Linked DNA regions of Oryzias latipes: region 2 is linked to region 1. The links are chromatin contacts, called in public Hi-C maps. All regions are on one chromosome and are shown on one strand. The core of a region is the stretch at or near the end of the contact, and the rest is flanking DNA. Distances in the headings are between cores, read along the strand shown.

What was found. Hi-C and Micro-C count contacts between places; a contact is called where the count stands out from the background.
Region 2: a Hi-C map of embryo shows a contact between it and region 1, with 2.4 times the contacts expected there. The contact joins the promoter of utp11 here to the promoter of dnali1 in region 1. A contact is called at or near these places in 3 of 5 Hi-C or Micro-C datasets (embryo and fibroblasts).

Annotation. Positions count from the first base shown.
Region 1 is chr16:23,605,144-23,609,791 of ASM223467v1, reverse strand. dnali1 (axonemal dynein light intermediate polypeptide 1) reads right to left here and starts at 3,030. Exons shown (of 6, transcript XM_004078299.4): 1 at 2,875-3,030; 2 at 2,556-2,668; 3 at 1,835-2,004; 4 at 1,559-1,737; 5 at 153-317; 6 at 1-46. The coding sequence starts at 2,955. It overlaps snip1 (smad nuclear-interacting protein 1), which reads left to right and starts at 3,079. Exons shown (of 4, transcript XM_004078297.3): 1 at 3,079-3,522. The coding sequence starts at 3,383. It overlaps gnl2 (nucleolar GTP-binding protein 2), which reads left to right. Exons shown (of 16, transcript XM_011485655.3): 16 at 1-149.
Region 2 is chr16:23,748,760-23,753,555 of ASM223467v1, reverse strand. It overlaps utp11 (probable U3 small nucleolar RNA-associated protein 11), which reads right to left and starts at 2,811. Exons shown (of 8, transcript XM_004078301.4): 1 at 2,616-2,811; 2 at 2,402-2,463; 3 at 2,209-2,311; 4 at 2,017-2,133. The coding sequence starts at 2,675.

The sequences.
Region 1 (4,648 bases), core at 1,781-4,280:
TCTTGGTTTGTAAGTTTATTGCTGAATGTACATCTTCCAGCTGATTCTGAAAAGAGAAGAATGATAGTTATACTTTTTACACAATCAAGTCTGTTTCTAAGATGAAAAGTCCAAAATTAAATACTTCTTTCTGAGAAATGTTACAAGATCACCTTGAGTTGTTGAATGACTCTCTCTTTGCGCTGAATCTCCTCATCGTGCTGTTTATCTTTAAGCTGTTTCTCTTCAGCCTCTCTGTTTTCAATCATATCACATTTGTCTTTTAACTCATTTAGTTGCTTCATCAGATCTTTGTTTTCAGCCTCCAGGTCTAAGATCTAAGAGAGTGATAAAAGCAGATGGGTGAGGTAAATGTGCAATGTTCTTTTGGATCTGTAAAGTGAAGAAATGGTGCTCCCTGCAGGGCTTATGACCAAGGTACAAAACACATGGAATGAGACATTTGTTTCTTATAGAACAAAATGCAGCGACAGCTGCAAAGTACAACTTTACAGTTGAAAAAAATACACTTTTTTGTGACCATAAAACCATTCATTTATAGGATGTACCTTTTAAAAATTTTTAGTTATTGACTTCAAACGATGTATATATTTTCTATATATAACAAATTTTACTTATTTTCCTTTTGATAGTTTCCTTTCAAAATCAAATAGATCCTGTGCCAAATAAAATCCTCCTCCTGCTGCTGTAAATCTGCTTGATTTTACAATGTAAGAAAGTCATACTTGACATTTTATATCTTTTTGGATTTGGTGCCTCGTCATCCTTTTTCTCCTTTCACCCTCAAATATAAAAATGACAACATTGGCGTTCAGTAAATTCCAACAATATATTTAAACATGTAGATTCAAATTTAGGAGATTTGCCTCTGCACATCAACTTGAGAAGATGCGCTTTAAGCTTATTCTAATAATAAACAACTCTGAAAGTTGATTGTTTACCATCATGATGCTCAGTAATTTGGCATGTTAAAAATAAAAAAAAAGAAATGTCAAAACCTAATCAACTAAAACAAATGAACCAAAAATAATAACCTATTTGTTTAAATTGATGGAATATCAATTCAAATAAAGGATCCACAGTGGGGGGATAAAATAGGCGTTTGTACAGCATCTCGAGAGCCTCAGGTTCCAGGGGGGTATTCCAGAAAGCAGGTTATGCTAGCTCCCACGATAAGTTTGAGGCTAAGAAAGTTGATAACCTCAGCTTTCGGTTCCAGAAATGGAGGTATGTTTCAGGGTAGGTCAAGTTACCATGGCAACTCATGCTCTGAACATAACCTGGTCCGGAGCAGGTTTAGTTGAAGCTTAGTTTGTTTACAGAGAGGTGAAGCAGCATGGCGTGTCCATTTGAAGATGATTTAGTGGATGAAAAAGCTCAGATAATACTTTTTCCACCATGAGAGGGTGATAAGACCACATATGGATGTTGGAAAGATAAACTTTTTTACTTTGATCTAACGTAATTATTTGCTTCAGTTAAGATAAATCATTTTTTTCATAAACTTAATGGGAGTTTTTCAGGTTTTTTTTATGACTAACACGGGAAAAAAACTTACTTTTTTCTGTGTTTCTTCCTTGCCCTGCTCACCGTGCAGTGATTTCCTCATCCCAAAAGCAATGCTGCTCTCAGACAAGTTTTGGTAGGCTCTTATCATCATCTGCATCTCATTTCTGACCCGGCACAACAGCAGACCTCTCTCCGCACATTCAATGGTTACCTGTCTGATGAGTTCATCTCAAAAAGGAAATAAGATGCATAATACATTTATATTTCATAACTATCCACATTTTTACTCGGAGATGAGCTTTGTCCCGACCCTCCGCTGTCTTACCGAAACACTGGGAAAACAGAACCCAGCGGATGGGGCAGATGCCAGTTGGTTTGGCCTTTTTCTGCTTTAGCTTTATGTTCAGCTGCTCCTGCAGATGAATGACATCTTTCCTCGTGGTAATGGCTGTAGATACTTTCTGCACCCACTGTTGGTCCCCCTCTGTCCATTCTCTGTAATGGTAAGAAATCAGAATTTACTTGGAAAATCATTTGACAGTAACTTTTGGATGCTTTCGGGATCTTAGATTGTGTGTCAGCTTTTTATTTTTGAATTAAGTAAAAAGCAGACGTATGTGTGATAATGCACCTGTGGGCAATATTTGCTGTCAAGACTTGATCTTTTTAAGTTGATGAAAGTTGGACATTCACTGAGCTACAGGACCTTTCCTCTTTTCCTTGTTAGACATTAGGATTTGTTGGTGATCTTTGGATCACATAAAAACTACATTTGTTCCAACTGTAGCTGTTCCACTGTGTTGTTTAAAGTTTTTTGAGTTACATGGCATGAAAAGCATCTGTTTTACAAAAAAAAAGCCTGATTTTATTTGATTTCCCAGATTTGACTTTTGAGAAATAAAAGTTGAGGATGGTCATTGTGCTCTGGTGCATGCCACAGTCTATGTTTGTCTGCATAACTTAGGAAGAAGAATAAATAATAATGAATCTAGAATAAATAAATCTGAATCGTTGTGCTTAGGTGAGCTTTTGAGGTTTTCTTTTACCTAGGTGGTAAGATGGCATGCAAAATGTTTTCATCCAAATTCTGTGTAGGGGGAGATGGAACACCTGCTGCAAAGCTGGGAGCTGGAAGGTTGCTCAACGTTAGAGTACGTCCCTATTAACGAAAAAAAAGGGGGGAAAATTGTACATTTATTTGTATTATTATTTTTTTGTAATTTCTTTTATTATTTTTGAAGATTTTATTTGGTAGCCTTTCATTGTCCACAATAAAGAAATTATGGAAGTACAATGAGATTTCTAGCCTTAATTGATATAGTTTCTGGGCGCCAGTTAAATAGATCATTAACCATCAAGACTTACCTTTTGAGATTTTTTATCTCCTTTTGTTTTTACCAATATCGGATTATCGTATTTCAAGAGGGACTCGCCAAAAGAAGTCATCGTTTTGAGGTGAGAGAGCAAGTTACACGTTTTGTTAGAAATACCGTTTCACTGTTTGTGTTGTCATGGCGACACTTTTTCAAAATAAAATAATATTGATTTGAACAAAGTTTCATTTAAGAATACTTTTTATGTAATACGACACGTATATGTGTCATCAATGCTTCAGTCTATGACAAAAAAAACTTGAACATCACGTTTTCCCCATTTAAAACGAATTAGGCCATGGCGGAACCAACAATAGGGAGCACATGGAGCACGTCGAGGGGATTAATTTGAGTCACCGGAAACGGAAGTTTGTTTTCACAACGCCAGAAGTTTGGTAACGCATCAAAGGTTTTATTTTTTATCTTGGCTTGTCTTTGTCTAGCTACTGTGTCGTGTTTTGGTTGAATTGAGCTCAAATTTATTGGAAAAATAAACTAAAATGACTAAAGAAAAGCGAGACAGAAGAAGGGAGTCTCCAGAACGGCAGCCCGAAGTGAAGATAAAGCAGGAGAAACTGAGCCCGAGTAGCACTAGCAGGCCACACAGATCACGCAGTCCACAGGGGAGACGAGCTAGCAGGTAAATGTCTGAAGGTTTTACTACGATTCATGACGTAAAACTGTCTAAATATAAAACAATTCACAACATTATTTTTTTGTTGTACTTTCGCTGATGAAAATCTAGCTTCCGGTTTTCATTTTTGACGGTTACGGAATAAACACTTAACGTAAGGGATACCCGGTTGCTCCAAAAGAGTTTTGATCTGAGGTTTCTGTAAATCAAATAATCCTTAACACGTTTGTGTCAAAAGTAGTATAAGTATCTGACTCGTATCAAGTAAATCTTGTTTATTGTTCTAAGATATTTTATTACCGTCTTGCTGATAAATCAAGGTTAGACTAGAGACATAAAATTTGCTTTAATTTTTTTTTTTATTGAAATATACTCATTACAAAACTCTGGCAGACACAACAACACAATGATGCAAGGCACAGCTCTTCACGAAAAACAAAGATAAAAAAAAAACAAGAATGTATACATATATAAAAAAAACTATCAGCATAAATTAAAATACAAGGCAATCAACAATCTGGACCCTAGATTTGTAACCATTCTGTAGCAGATTTACAAATGTCATCAATGAAAGAATTTGAGTTGTGAATACATTTCAATGAGGATAAATACAATCTGACTTCATTTTTAAAACACAGGAAATTCGGCCGATCTTTTTTCCACTTTTGCTTATGAATATATTTTCCCAAAATCAGGAGGATGTTCACTATTTGTTGGCTCTTTTGGCAACTTACTGTTTTAAAACAAAATATGTTTTTCTGTGAATTGTATGTTGTTAATTTTTTGACTAAGCCAATTATGAAAATCTTGCCAGAATCTTTCACTGGTCTGGACATGAAAAAAACAGGTGTTGGGTTGTTTCTGGGGTTACCTGACAGAAATCACACGGATCAACCTCAAAGCCAAATCTACTTCTCAATGTCTCTGCCGATGGGTAATAATTGTTTATAATTTTGAACTGCATTTCTTTAATTTTGGGAACCACTGGCCATTTTATGAATTTCCATAGTTGAGCATCTGATGTGACAGGTGTCTCAGTTATTTTATATTTCACTTTTCTGTTAAAGTCATGGTATAATTTACCTCTAAAGGATTTGTTTAGCAATTTATTATCACGTTTTTTTTCACTAAA
Region 2 (4,796 bases), core at 1,562-4,061, 140 kb before region 1:
AATTTGGTTGGTCATGTAACTAACAGACAAGAGCTCTTTTGTATTTTCTGTTCATCACCGATGAATAGTGGCTACATTGTCCTTTCTCTGGAACCTTCAAGAATCCTGTACTTTGAAATTGTTAATCGTTTAAAACAAGACAGAAAAAGTTTACATTTAATTCAGCCTTTATTTTTAAATGCAACTTAGCCACATATCTCTTTTCGGCGCACCTTTCCAAACTAAAGACACAAACATTTTAAAAGAAAATGAATCCATAACAACCCATGGTGACATCAGTGCAACAGAAAAGTATCAGAAATGGATTCTGTGGTTCACTCAGTTTATGGTAAAATATGCATAATTGTATTATTTCAATAGGAATCTTGCATTAATGATAAATCACTATCATAAGGTTAAAAAAAGTCACTACAACTGCATATAACTAGTGAAGGTTTTCTGTTCTTGTAAGAGGATAGGATTTTTTAAGCACATTTTTAAAAGTTTTTTAAACTTCCTGTCTCTAGGCTCTGTCCTTATGGGACTTTTTATTCTCATGCTACAATCAGATATTTCTAATCATGTAGTGAAAGTTATAATTGCTATCAGACAGTAAGGAGACTCAACTCCCTGCCTGTTCTACCTCCGCTGACCCCACCACAGACTCTGTGCTTGAACAAATTTCACTATTTGCGCTGCCTGCTAAGTTCAAATGACACCAACTGAACTACTCGACAATGGAGAAGGAAACCCTTGCCCTTCTGCTGGCTCCACAACACTTAGATGTTAACGTGGGCTCCTCAATGCCGCTAGCAGTATATACAGACCACAATCCCTTGGTGTTGCTCGCCCGAATGTACAATCACAACCAGCGGCTCATGCGATGCGCTTTGCTGGTTCAGGAGAACAATTTGGAAATTAAACACAAACGTGGAGCAGATGATGGTAGTGGCTGATGCCCTGTCTCTGTTTTGGGGGGCTTAAAGACTTGGTTCTATGGGAACGGGTGTTACCACCTTCCAGTTTCTCCCAGTTCCTCGTTTGTTTCTCTTTGTTGCAATGCAATTAGCTGAGAGGTGGGGCAGCTGCAGAGCATCAGCTGATTGTCAGAAGGAACAGATGGGAATATAAAGAAGAGTTATATTAGTGTATATTGTAATTATTCTCACTTTTACAATTTTTTTCTATACTTTTATCTTTTTATCATTTATTTTTCTGCATATTTTCACCAGTCTGAGAGGACAGTAATTTGCAACATTTTTTGCACAATAGATCTTATAACACCACGTGTTGAGTTTACCTGATATTAAAGATTTGTAGGCATTACTTTTTTTAAAGTTATACTAAACAGAAAACAGAAACTATGGTGTTTTTTCTCAAAGCCACCTTCCCCAGATCATTGAATCTTTATGCTGCACATGTGAGTGATTTAAGAACCTTCCTGATGAAGCAGTTCATTTCGAAAGTATTATTCAACTAATCTACACCTTACCTACACTGAGCTGGGTTATTGTACAACTCAAACTAGTACTTAATGCCTCCCTGCTTGCATAAACATGTTTTTGACCTCACTTTAGGAATTTCTGTTGTTTTTAGATCCTTAGATGACTTTACCCCTCTGTCTTGGGTTAGCTGGTACAAATTCTTTAATATTTTATAGTTACATTTAAAGCACATAACATACAACCAGTTGTACGTTACTTTATTTATAAGGTATAGGTTTAGATTGTTTTCCCCATGACAATAGCTCAAGAAGCTTGTAACGGTGGAAGGGGTGGAGATGTCCTTTGGGGCTTTCAGGTGTCCTTTAATGAGGTCATCAGATTGCTTCTGTGGACTGAAACACCCCATCAAGGTCAACTAGTTAGCTTTACTTATTTATTTATTGATGTATTTTTAAGCCAGTAGCCATCCAACCGGGCTTTGTAGGGTTGATTAACTTTATCAACCTATTACAAGCTATGCAAAGTAAAGATGGGATGCTAGAGATATAACATGAAGTCCTTCGGGGCTGACTGGTGAGTTTGGATCACATACCTTAGTTTCTGCAACCCTCTTCATCTCCACATATCCAATGTCCTGAGTCCTCATCATTTTCTTTTGCTCCTCTGTCATCACCTCCTCCTGTCCTTTCTTCATGATATGAACTCCATCCTTTCAACAAAAACACAACGCAAAAACAATGAGTCAAGGATTTATGTTAATCTGTTAAATGATGCTGATGGTTACCTCCAGCTTGGCGTTGATCATTTTATGATAAAACTCATCTGGGTTCTTCTCCAGAGCTTTCTTTCGCAGAGCAGTAAGAGTGTTTTGTTTCTTGTGGTAGTCACTAAAGTAGCAAAAGCAACTCACTCAGACGTGTGTAAAACAAAAAACAAAAAAAATACTTAGAAGTTACCCAACTGATGTTACAACTTACTCAGCACGGAGTTTGTAGTCCTTCTTCTTCTCCAGCAATCCTAAATGTTTCCTGAAACCAGGCTGATCGGAAAAAGGGTAGGGTTAGAGATAGATTTGACGAACATCCTACAGCTCATGTGCTCTGAAAACACAACTTCACTTTAAAAACACTATAACTTAGCTTAAGATGCTAGCTAGCAAGCTAACCACAACATACTCTCTGCAGGGCTCACCTGAGATCTTTCATGGTGGTTTTTCTGCCGGGACTTCAGGGCTTTCCTGAAGGATGACATATTTGAAATATGTCCCAAATCGAGCTGGTTTTGTTAGGGCTGATGATTTTCAATGAATACAGACACTAAAATCCTCAGATGCTTCTGGTTTGGAGCAAAGAGCTTCCCTCACAGCGGAACACGTGGGTTCCTGTCTGCTGCAACAAAGTGACGTAGCTTTTGTTTCGTCGCCGCAGATTCGCAACTCAAACTTTGACATAAAAATAGACTTTTTAAATAAATGAATATACATTAAAAAAACAAGCATTAAAGAAAAATTAAAACCTTTGTTTATTTGCCCGTAAATACTTACGTTCTCCTTGTGTTAAATGATAAATACTCTCTGTGTTGTAGTTAAGCATTTCAACACTAGAGAGCAGTGTGTGATATGAATTTTCTTATTGAATGTTAATTCGTTTTTTCACATATTAAATGTAGACCTGTTATGTTCAAGATATAACTATTCTGATGAATCATTGATCCTCATTTTTACTTTTCTTTTACCAAGCTAGCTTTGGAAATATATGGCCGTGTTTGTCAATAGAAAGTTTGATACTGGACCATGATAGGGATGTCACACCAAAGAAAGTCTATCTATTAAACCTACTATGCAAATTTCCCAAGCCTACCCACAGTTTTTTGTATTTTTAATTAATGTTTCAGTTTTTCTTAACAAACTTTGGCATCAAGCTCTGTACACTTAGATAACTCCAATTGAATTTAATAAATGATCAAAGAATATTAGGGGTCACAATAACCTAAACTTACCTAGACTGAAACTAAACGAGTTTCTGAGGTCTCATGATTTAGCAATTACATCACTTAACATTCCAAAAAAAAAAAATAATAATAAACTTTATATAAAAAAATATTTCTATTTAAACACACACAAAGCTTAACTTTAACTAACAAACAACAAATTAAGTAAATTCTATGGCAGTTATCTGTTCAGAGCTTGATGCAAGAGTTTAATAGTAAACAATATACAAATTACAAAAATGTATTTATAAAAACTCTGGATAGACTTTGAAAAATTCCACATATTAGAATATTTATGTGATGTGATAAAAAATATTTTTTGAATGTTTGTATTAGCTTCATCTTTAATTGTCTTTCTATTATAAATTTAGAAACACAAAAAGTACATTTTTGCTAATCAACTTTCATTTTCAAAAGCTGTAAAAAAGGCTGACTGAAAAAGGCAAATAATTTTCAATGAGATAGTTGATGTAATTCTGTAGCTGTGCACACCGCAGACCTGATACCTCATAAAGATATACACAAACAAAAAAAACATCACAGCAGCTGTACTTTAAAGACCCTTCAATGATTGAATTACAATAAAGACACGCATTTAAAAGGGCAGATATTAGTAAATGGTCAAACATTTTTATTTACTTTTAGATCTATAAAAAAAAAGATTGTGTGCAGACTCTAAAGAAAAAGAATCTTATCTAGAGCCTGTGTGCTCTTGATTTCCCCTTTTCATCTATTGAAGAGTTCAGCAGGAACTCAGCAGATGAGAGGGTCAAGGCTCTACCCTGGGAGAAAACCCTGTCCACTTCCTGACGTGATATTTTGGGGACAGCAGAGACAAAGCCGCACTGGCACCAGTTGCCTAATCTCGCCCAGACTTCCAAACTTTTTGTGGATGTGAAGAGAAGCCAGAGAGACGGACGAATATTCCACTAAACAGCCAATGTTACCCAATGAAAGTTCACTATCCCTCCCTGACCACAAGGAATTTGTTTTATACGTGTGAGATTTGCCTGGCGCGCAAAATGAGATGGGATCTCTGAATGGGATCAGTGTTTCCACATTGTGTCACAGGCTTGTTTATCAGTTTGATGGCCAATGAGCTCCATTCCTCTGAAGGTTTCAGTCTGAGGCCCAATTGATACTCTTCCCCGCTAACATGTGTTTAACAAGGCAAACATCCACGCCAGAGAGGATTTACGGGTTAGATGTCGACACTCCGACTAACCGGGCTTTCTGCTGTTTAATTCATGTGAATATCTATCATTTACAGTGATTTGCTTGGTCAGCCACAGTAGGGGTAAATACTACTTTGGAAATCAGGGGGCTCATTACAAGCTGATGCAAGAACAGGAGCACGAGAGCTTGTGGGTTTGCTCAGGGTCA